Linked DNA regions of Sus scrofa: region 1 is linked to region 2. Evidence: chromatin contacts called from public Hi-C data. All regions are on one chromosome and are shown on one strand. Each heading gives the region's core, a stretch centred on a gene start, on an enhancer-like site or on the middle of the called end of the contact. The rest is flanking DNA. Distances are from core to core; before and after follow the strand shown.

Region 1 (4,806 bases), core at 2,261-4,760, 120 kb after region 2:
TCCAGATGGGGAAACTGAGACACTAGAGTCAGACAGCTTCTAAGTGGCAAAGCAGGGATTTGAACCTGGACCTGGAGAGGCAGGGCTGGTAGCTGGACTAGGACCTCCAGCTGTGTTTCAGATCTTCCCGGTCTCTGGCTTAAGCAGGCAGGCTGTTGGAATCTCATACCTACCACTTGTTGCCAAGATAGAGAGGCCAAGGAAGTCACATCCCACTCTTGGCCTCAGTTTCCCCTCTTACAAGGTGGTGCCAACGTGCTGGGCATCCAGAGCTGGTCCCTGGAGGTGCTCAGCACAGTGCCCGGGAGCCTCGGAGCTCTCCGGAATGGGGGCTGGTGGCCACTCCTGCCCCCACTTAACGGTGCATAAACTGAGGGCATCTGCCCCCCATCCCACCCTGCAGCCCCACCCCAGTCCTGCAATGAGGGAAGCGCCAAGCCCCCTCCCCGAAGGCCGCGTCCCCGGGGAGACAGTGAGCTCATGCAAGGGGAATGTTCCCAAGTTGGAGTGAGTAAGAGGCGGGCCAGGAGAGGGGGGGCTGCCAGGCGAGGGGGCTCCTCGTGCCCTCGGGCGCTGTCTAGACAGAGGGCAGAGGCGGGAGAGGCAGCTCCAGGGCCCACTGACCCTGACATGTCCAGCTCTGGGTGTTTGACTGGTTGGGCAGGATGCCAGGCCTGGGCCGGGGGCCTGGATGGAGGGGGGAGAGCTTCCCGAGATGGGTGGGGGTTGGCAGTGGAGCAGTGTGGGGGCTGGAGCATAGAGGGAAAGGATCTCAAAACAATCTGGAGCCAGAGTGGGGACACCTGGGCAGTTCTCCGCTCCTCCTTCACAGATTGGGGGCAGATCACCCGCCACCCCAGTCACTGAGTACCAACTGTATGTATCCCCATGGCCAGGAGCTGGGTGGAAGGTCGAGGCCTGAGTGTTGGGAGGGACACTGGAGGGCACCTTTGGCCTGGTAGGAACTGCCCCCTTGTCTGCAGGTGGGGTTTGCTGGCTCCAGCAGGGCCGAGAGGCCACCTGCAGCCTTGTGCTGAAGACGGACGTGAGCCGGGCTGAGTGTTGTGCATCTGGCAACATTGACACTGCCTGGTCCAACTTTACCCACCCGGGGAACAAGATCAGCCTCCTGGGCTTCCTGGGCCTCGTCCATTGCCTCCCCTGCAAAGGTGAGACCCTGGGCACCCGCCACAGGCCAGGGTTACTGTAGTCAAACGCGGGACAGCTACGAGTGAGCTCCCCGTCTCAGGAGGTAGACAGAGCTTGAGGCTGCTGGCAGGAGGGATTGTGGAGGGGATCCCAAGCTCAGAGGAGTTGGGGGCCTTCAGGTTCCCAGGCCTCAGCTTCCTGCAGTTGGGGATTCAAGAAGCTCCAAGGACTCCCCAGTTTCCTTTCCAGCCTCTAGGTCCTCACTCACCTGCCTGGGTGGCCTTTCCCACCAGCACTCCACCTAGTGGAAGTACTCACACCTAACTACTAGAAAGTGGATTTTTCCCCAACTGGCCATTTGGGTTTGTGACCCCACACTCTGTTCCCAAACACTTATCTGCCCTTAACTCCACAGATTCCAGGTCTGTGGTTAGGGCCACAGCTGCATGTTTAACAAGCATTTGCCTTCTAGACCATGTTCTGTGACATGCTGCCTCCTCCATCAGAGAGAGTTCTTTGAAGGCAGAATGAATGACCAAGTCAAGACATATTCTCTGACCTGGAGAAGGGCTTGGGAACCTTCCCAGCTCCCTGTGCAAGGCTAAGCCTTCAAGGACCCAGAGGCACATGGGGAATGAATTTAAGGAAGTGGGCTCTAGAGCCAGGGTTTTAGGGGATGATTAGGAGTTTGCCAGCTGGAAAAAGTATGGAGAACATCAGCAGAGACCCTGTCCTGGGATCAGATCCTGATGGGTGGGGTCAGGAGCAGGGAGGAGGCTAGAGCTGAGGGCTGTAGACCTGCAGGCCAAGCTGAGGATCCTGGCTGGCCGCTGGGATGTGATTAATCCCAGATCAGCCAGGCTGGGTGGTCCTGAACTCAACTGCCATGTGCCCTGGTTGCCTCCAGAAGCCCTCAGACTTCAGAAAGTGCCTGACGGGGGAGTGAGATGGTCCAGGACACCCTGCCCCCCCCCAAATCTGGTCTAGGAGACAGGAATTCAGCCCCGCCACTTCCGTTTTGGCCTGAGTGAAGGGAGCGTTTCCAGATGTGTGTGTGGGCGGGCAGTGTGGGAGGCTCCCAGGTGCGGCCCACATGCCCTGGCAGGGGGACATAGGGAGGGCGCAGGCTGGTCTCTCCGGAGCATCCATCATTTTATGTTCACCCAATAAGGTGGGTTTCCCCATTAGCCCCATTTTACACACAGGGAACTGAGGCTGAAATGCAAACTCGAGCTCAGAGACGGCCCTCCAGACCCACAAGTCACAGGACTGGGGGTCCATCGGGTCTGGTCTGGGGTTCTCATGCCGAGGTGTACTGGCTCTCCCCACTCACAGTTGTGATGGGGCGTCAGTGTCCCCCTTTTGTAAAACGATGAGAAAAAGGCACCACCTCGCGGGGGCAGTTGGGAGGCAAGAAATAGCCTTTTGTGGGGCCTGAGTTGGGGCGGGGACCCGAGAAAAAGGCTTGTTTCTGTACCTGAGAAACGGGACTGCGGGGGCGGTAACCCCTAGTTCAGAGGGCTCGGGTTGTGGCAAAGCCCCCGCCCCCAGGAAATGAGCCTCAGATCAGGTCGACGCCCCGCCCTCCCCGACGCCTCCTCCAGGGAGGTCCTGGCAGGCACAAGGAACAGACACTACCCGTCCTCCCCAGACCCGCGCCTGGACGGGGTGGAGTCCCCGAGCCCCCCCGCCCCCCTCCCCGGGCTGACGCAGCCGGCCCCCCGCCGGCCTTCCCAGAAACGCGCGTAAATCAGGGAACAGACGTCAGCTCTAGCGGATGGCCCAGCTGCGGAGCGAGAGCCGGACCGGGGATGGAAGCGGGTTCCCGGACCCCCAAATTCCGAACCGAGACGCACCCCCTCCTGCCCACACTGAGCCCCGCCTCCCAACAGACCCCTCCCCCACCCCGCCCCAGGAGCAGCCCCGAATCCGGGTCCAACCGGGCTGTGGCTGAATCTCGCCCTAATGGTCCCTCCCCCAGTCCCCTCTCTCGTGCGCCCCGACTCTGGACTGCCCCTGACTCCGGCATAGCCTCTTATCGCTCAGAACAGGCGGCGGGGGCACGGGACCTCCGGCCTCGGCCACGTGCCCCAGCCCACGCGCGCGTGTCCTGTGTCCACAGATTCGTGCGAAGGGGTGGAGTGCGGCCCTGGCAAGGCCTGCCGCATGCTAGGGGGCCGCCCGCGCTGCGAGTGCGCGCCCGACTGCGCAGGGCTCCAGGCGCGTCTGCAGGTCTGCGGCTCCGACGGCGCCACCTACCGCGACGAATGCGAGCTGCTCGCCGCGCGCTGCCGCGGCCACCCGGACCTGCGCGTCATGTACCGGGGCCGCTGCCGCAGTACGTCGGGGCGGGGCCTGCGGGAGGGGCGGGGCCACAGAGCCTGAGCAACCTGTAAGAGGCTGCTGCAGCAGCACGTCGGGGCGGGGTCTTGTGGGGGCGGGGCGTGAAGCCCGCTCACCCAGACCGAGTGGGCTGTACCGGGGCCGCTACTGCTGCGCGTGAGGGCGGGGTCTAAAGTCCAGGCTACCCAAAGGGCGTTGTCTCGCTAATTGGGGCGGGGCTGGTGGTGGGCGGAGCCTAGGGGGCCTGTTTTGCTCCAACAGAAGTGTCACTAGATTAGGTCTTTTGTGCGGTCGGGAATGAGGGAGAATTGGGTTCAGGTTTGGAAAGGGGGTTCTGGGTTTCATCCAGGGTGAGAGATATGGGTGTGTGTGACTCAGGAGCTTGTTGGCGCAGAGGGAGTGGGGGCGGGATTGAGAGTGGATCTTGAGTGTATGGGCGGGTCTCCTGGAAGGCCAGTGGCTTCCGGCCCGACTAGAGGGGCGGGTCTGAGGGTGGGACCCTATTGCTGGACCCTATTGCTCGCTCCGGGGAGGGGCCTGGGGCTCTGTTGGGTCAAGAGGAATGTACCTGACCTGCCCCGGCTCCTCACCTGTAGAATCGTGCGCTCACGTGGTGTGCCTGAGGCCGCAATCGTGCGTCGTGGACCAGACGGGCAGCGCGCACTGCGTGGTGTGTCGCGCGGCACCCTGCCCCGCACCCTCCAGCCCTGGCCAGGAGCTCTGTGGCAACAACAACGTCACCTACATGTCCTCATGCCACCTCCGCCAGGCCACCTGCTTCCTGGGCCGCTCCATCGGCGTGCGTCACCCGGGCAGCTGTACAGGTGCGGCGCGGGGCGGGGAGCAGCGGCGGGGTCTAGCCCCCAGCCCCTCTCCGCTCTCCTATTTCTCTCTTTGTACCTCCCACTCTACAGGCACCCCTGAGCTGTTAGATGCTGAGTCGGAGGAGGAGGAAGAGAACTTTGTGTGAGCCTGTGGGGCCGGCCTGGGCCTGGTGTTCAAGGTCTCCCCATTTTATTTATTGCCACAGCAGAGTCTAATTTATGTCTGACGGACACTCCCCAGAGCCTGGACTGGTACCATTTTGGGAGCCCTGGTGCTCCCCCTACGATATCTTGGCAGGATTTGGGGAAGGAGGCCTGGGGGCCTGGCTGGTGGGTGGATGGCACTGCACCTGCACCCCAGGCACCATACTGCCCAGGAGGACCCCACTGCTTCTGCTCCTTGGGGGTAACTGTTAATTATCATGGCCCCTGAGAGGGCTGGGGATTTTCTGCCAGCAAGTAATGAAGAGACACCCTGCCTTCTCAAACA
Region 2 (4,404 bases), core at 1,463-3,962:
CCTGTGGAATAAAATAAAATATGACCACTTCGGTAATTTCAGCTTTTCTAGTAGCCACATTCAGGAAAAAAAAAAAAAAAATGGAAAAAGTCTGATAAGGAGCTCCCTTGTGGCTAAGTGGGTTAAGGATCTGGCATTGTCACTGCTCTGGCTCTGGTTACAGCAGTGGCACAGGTTTGATCTCTGGCCTGGGGGATTTCTGCTTGCCGTGAATGTGGCCAAAAAAAAAAAGTCTGATAATATATTGCATCAAATCTAGTATATCTCAAATATTATCTTCTCAACATGTAACCTACAACAAAGCATGAATCAGTTTTTTTTTTTCAAACTAAGTCTTCAAAATATGATGTGCATTTTACATGAACAGTGCTGTCCATTCAGAATGGCCACGCTTTAAATGCAGTCCTCACAAGTAGCCCCTCACTGGACAGCCTACTTCTCACTATAAGGTCCTATGAACTTTTCAAAAGGTTTACTCTAGGGAGTTCCCGTCGTGGGGCAGTGGTTAATGAATCTGACTAGGAACCATGAGGTTGCAGGTTTGATCCCCGGCCTCGCTCAGTGAGTTAAGGATCTGGCATTGCCATGAGCTGTGGTGTAGGTCACAGATGCGGCTCATATCCTGCATTGCTGTGGCTCTGGCATAGGCCGGCGGCTACAGCTCCAATTAGATCCCTAGCCTGGGAACCTCCATATGCCACAGGTGCAGCCCTAGAAAAGACCAAAAAAAAAAAAGTTTCACTCCAAAGGTCTTTGGAAGTTCCTGTTGTGGCTCAGCAGTAATGAAGCCAGATGATATCTGTGATGATGCATGTTCAATCCCTAGCCCCACTCAGTGGGTAAAGGATCTGGCGTTGCCATGAGCTACATCGCAGGTTGCAGATGCAACTTGAATCTGGAATTACTGTGGCTGTGGCGTAGGTTGGCAGCTGCTACTCTAATTCGACCCCTAGCCTAGGAACTTCCATATGCTGTGGCTGTGGCCCTAAAAATTAAAATAAAATAAAATAAGGGCCTTTGGATAGTCCAGCGATTTTTGTACATTTCTAAAGACATTCTAAATGGTGAAGTCCTTTGTAAAATGTTAGGGGACTCGGTGAATGTGGGAGCCCTTAGCAGACTCTGCTAAGCTGCTCCCCAAACCTGCAGGGGTGTAAGGGCTCCCTTTGTATCTTGCCCCAGGCTCCCTGCCAGCATCTGCAGCCCTATGGACGGGTAGCTTGGTGCTGGGGCTGCTTCTCCTGGTGTTCCTCATCTACCGCCTGTGGAAACGCTGCCGGCCCACCAGCTGATGACCAGGCCTACGCTCCTCTGGGCCTCCGGCGCCACCTGGACCACAAAGAGGAGGACTCTTTCCACTCAGTTGCAACGAGAGGACATTGACAGGGTTATGGACAGCAGAGGGGCTGACCATGCACCCTTTACCTTGATGGCAGCACATCCAGGCTTCCCAGCTGGCTGGGCTTCCCCTCAGTGAGGCCCCTGGGGAGCCACCCCAACAGTGCAGAGCTGGAGAATAAAGAGCATCTGGCCTAACTTTGGCAGTGGTTCCTGTGGTAGAACAGACATTGGAATCCTCTACACAGCTCCAGGCATCCTCTGCTCTGGGTGACTCCCCAGAGAGACAAGGAAGGACAGACACCCCAGCCCCACCTGGCCAGGGCTCGGGGAGAGGTGTGCACTCTGCCTGCCTGCTGCCCTTCCCTGGGGGGGAAACGGGACACTGACGCTAAAAGAATAATTAGGAGTCCTCAAAAGAAGCGGAGAAGAGAGAGTGCCCTGGTGGCTCAGCGGGTTAAAGACCCTGTGTTGTCACCACTGTGGCACAGGTTTGATTCCTGAACTGGGAATTTCCGTGTGGCCAAAAAAAAAAAAAGCAGCAGCAGCGGAGATTTGTTGGGGATGGCATGGGCAAAGACAGACAGAGGTGACTTGTTAAGGGAAATAGCATCTCTTTGCGAATGGCTGTGGGCTAAGGTGGCGGGAAAGGCAAGACAGAGGGGCTGGATATGAGATTGGCAGGACTGTAGATGCCAGGGACTTCAGCCTGCTATAACTGGGCGCTCTGAGAGAGTTGAGAGTTATAGAGGATGCAGGCGACAAAGATCCCTCTGGTGGGAAGGAAAGGTAATAGCCAGGGGCGAATAATTGGGAACCGTGAGTACTCCACTCACTCAGCAGGCGCGTACCGGGGACTAAGGGCAGAGGGAGCGCAGAGTGGACCCCGAACACAGTCTGGTGCATAGAGGGAGCTTTTCCCCACGAAGTGCTACACAGTCAGACGTAGACTGAATTAGGCTGAGCACAAACGCTGAGTTGAAAATCAGAAAAGGGAGGGGGACATTACTTAGTCCTGGAGGTGGGGTGGAGCCATACCGCCTATGCTCAGCAGGGCGTCTTTGGTAACCAAGGAGACCGGTTGCCAGGGCACCGTGCTAATGAAGGGCTCGCCCACTACCAAGATGGCAAGCAATCCAGCTTCACACCAGAAACCAAGCCCTTCCTAGGGATCCATTTTGGAGTCTGGCAAAATTTAAGTTCCTGGCCCAAGCCAGGAAAACCAGCCAGCACACGTAAAGAGGAAACCTGAGAGAGAATGCCAGTTAGAACCTAGGAGAAAGAGTGGCCTGCGGTGGTGATTTCCCAGTATCCCAGCGGGATCCGGGTGCTCTCTGCCCTTAACCAAGATGGCCGGCCCGAGTCGCTAGCGTACTGTGAAATATGGCGGCGCTTCCGGCCCTGTCGCCCTCAGCGAAGATGGCGGCAGTGGAGAAGCGGCGGCCGGCGATGACCCAGGCGGCCAGTATCACGGACAGCGGCCGGCCAGGGGTCTCCCGAGCAGCTGTGACGGCCGAGAGTGAGGAGGACTTTCTGCGGCAGGTCGGCGTGACGGAGATGCTGCGCGCGGCCCTGCTGAAGGTGCTGGAGGCGCGACCCGAGGAGCCCATTGCCTTCCTTGCACACTATTTCGAGAACATGGGCCTGCGCTCGCCTGCAAACGGCGGCGCCGGGGAGCCCCCGGGCCAGCTCCTGCTGCAGCAGCAGCGCCTGGGCCGCGCGCTATGGCATCTTCGCCTGGCTCACCACTCCCAGAGGTGCGGGGCTGGGCCGGGCCCGGGCGGGTAGGGGATGCGGCCGGACCTCAACTCCCAGCGTGCTCCGTGCTGCTCGCTCCCCGCCTCGGCGCCGGCGATATAGCGTGGGGCTTGCTGGGAACTGTGGTCCGTTGCCCCTGGCGCGGGGTGGGCGCGCACTGCTGTCAGCTGGAGGTTCCCGGCTCGGCCACCGAGATGAGGGCCAGTGCTGCGAGCTCTGGTCGACTTTGTCTTTTGTGATGCCTTTTTGCAGGTGCTGAGCTTCCCTTTGCAGCCCTAGGGCAAGGCCTCCTGCGGGCAGGAGGGGTGTCCGGGAAGGGGCCTGCATGACGCACAGGGAAAGGCCAGCAGGCGCACTGGCCTGGAGGCTGTAGGGCTGCAGTGTGGGGGTCCACAGGGGAAGGGAAGGCCGTGGAACTTTCGCATGGCGGTGTGGAGGGGATGGTGCCTGCCGCCCACCCCCACCCCCAGCTCTGAGCCCATAGAAGGGGATTGAGAAACACCCGTTGAATGTGTGAGCCATACCACGTGGATGGAGAGAACCAGCATCAACCAGACAAGGTTGCTGCTGGATGTAGGTGGGCTGGGACTTAGATTGGGGGTTCCCCAGAAGCAGAGCCTGAGGCGAGCATTCACATGGGGATCACGTTATAAGAAGGTGCTCTCAGAGAACTCAGGAAGGGGAGGAAGCCAGGCAGGGGAGAGTTTCAGCCTAATCCCCCAGCCCCCCTATCTGGAGGCAGCTCCTAAGAAGGGGAGCACAGAGAGGCTTGGAGGAAGCCTGGGTGTGGGGAGGGGTATGGAGAGCAGGCACCCATGCAGAGTGCCTGTCTGTGCCACAGGGGGAAGGGGGGAGTGTCCAAGGTGACAGCCAGAAAAGGGGGTGGCCAGAGATAGGGACCTGGCAGGGAGCAAGCTGGTGAGCGTCCAGAGCTCAGGGCACATGCTCTGAAGGTCGAGTTGCTGCTTTTGCTGGGGCCGAGGTGGCAGGAGTTGTGCAGGGAACAGGAACAGGAACAGGTCCCTGAGATGGGAGGTCACACTGGTTCTGAGGGGAGCTGAGTAGGGGGCTGGGAAAATCTTGCAGCAGAAAGGTGGGCAGTCAGGTCTGCAACGGAGACGTGACAGGGGCAGGAGGTTGTCACTTGGGAGGGGTTATGAAGGCCTCGGGGGAGCTGGGAAGAGCCCAGGATCCAACTCTGAGGGGCCACAGCCTCAGCAAACCCACAGCAAAGCATGAGAAGGCCGACCAGACATGGAGGAGGGAACCAGAGGAGAGGGGCAGCCCAGGACAACTTCCAGGAGGAAG

The links. A called contact is a pair of places that touch in the nucleus more often than the background predicts.
Region 1: a Hi-C map of skeletal muscle shows a contact between it and region 2, with 4 times the contacts expected there. The contact joins the enhancer-like site here to the promoter of TPGS1 in region 2. A contact is called at or near these places in 3 of 47 Hi-C or Micro-C datasets (heart right ventricle, liver and skeletal muscle) and 1 of 2 datasets of contacts at active chromatin or transcription factors (skeletal muscle).

What each region holds. Positions count from the first base shown.
Region 1 is chr2:77,657,240-77,662,045 of Sscrofa11.1, reverse strand. It overlaps PRSS57 (serine protease 57), which reads right to left. Exons shown (of 5, transcript XM_021084295.1): 5 at 4,419-4,806. FSTL3 (follistatin-related protein 3) reads left to right here. Exons shown (of 5, transcript XM_021084296.1): 2 at 984-1,169; 3 at 3,272-3,487; 4 at 4,089-4,316; 5 at 4,407-4,806. The coding sequence ends at 4,462. Among named protein-coding and RNA genes, the nearest start is that of FSTL3, 3.0 kb to the left of the region's middle. Within about 2 kb of position 3,510, at least 74 of the 83 cell types and tissues checked have an H3K27ac peak or open chromatin away from gene starts, as enhancers often do. A contact at or near this core is called in liver and skeletal muscle, where this site is marked.
Region 2 is chr2:77,781,742-77,786,145 of Sscrofa11.1, reverse strand. It overlaps TPGS1 (tubulin polyglutamylase complex subunit 1), which reads left to right and starts at 2,712. Exons shown (of 2, transcript XM_021084307.1): 1 at 2,712-3,095. The coding sequence starts at 2,722. It overlaps MADCAM1 (mucosal vascular addressin cell adhesion molecule 1), which reads left to right. Exons shown (of 5, transcript NM_001037998.1): 5 at 1,183-1,536. The coding sequence ends at 1,292.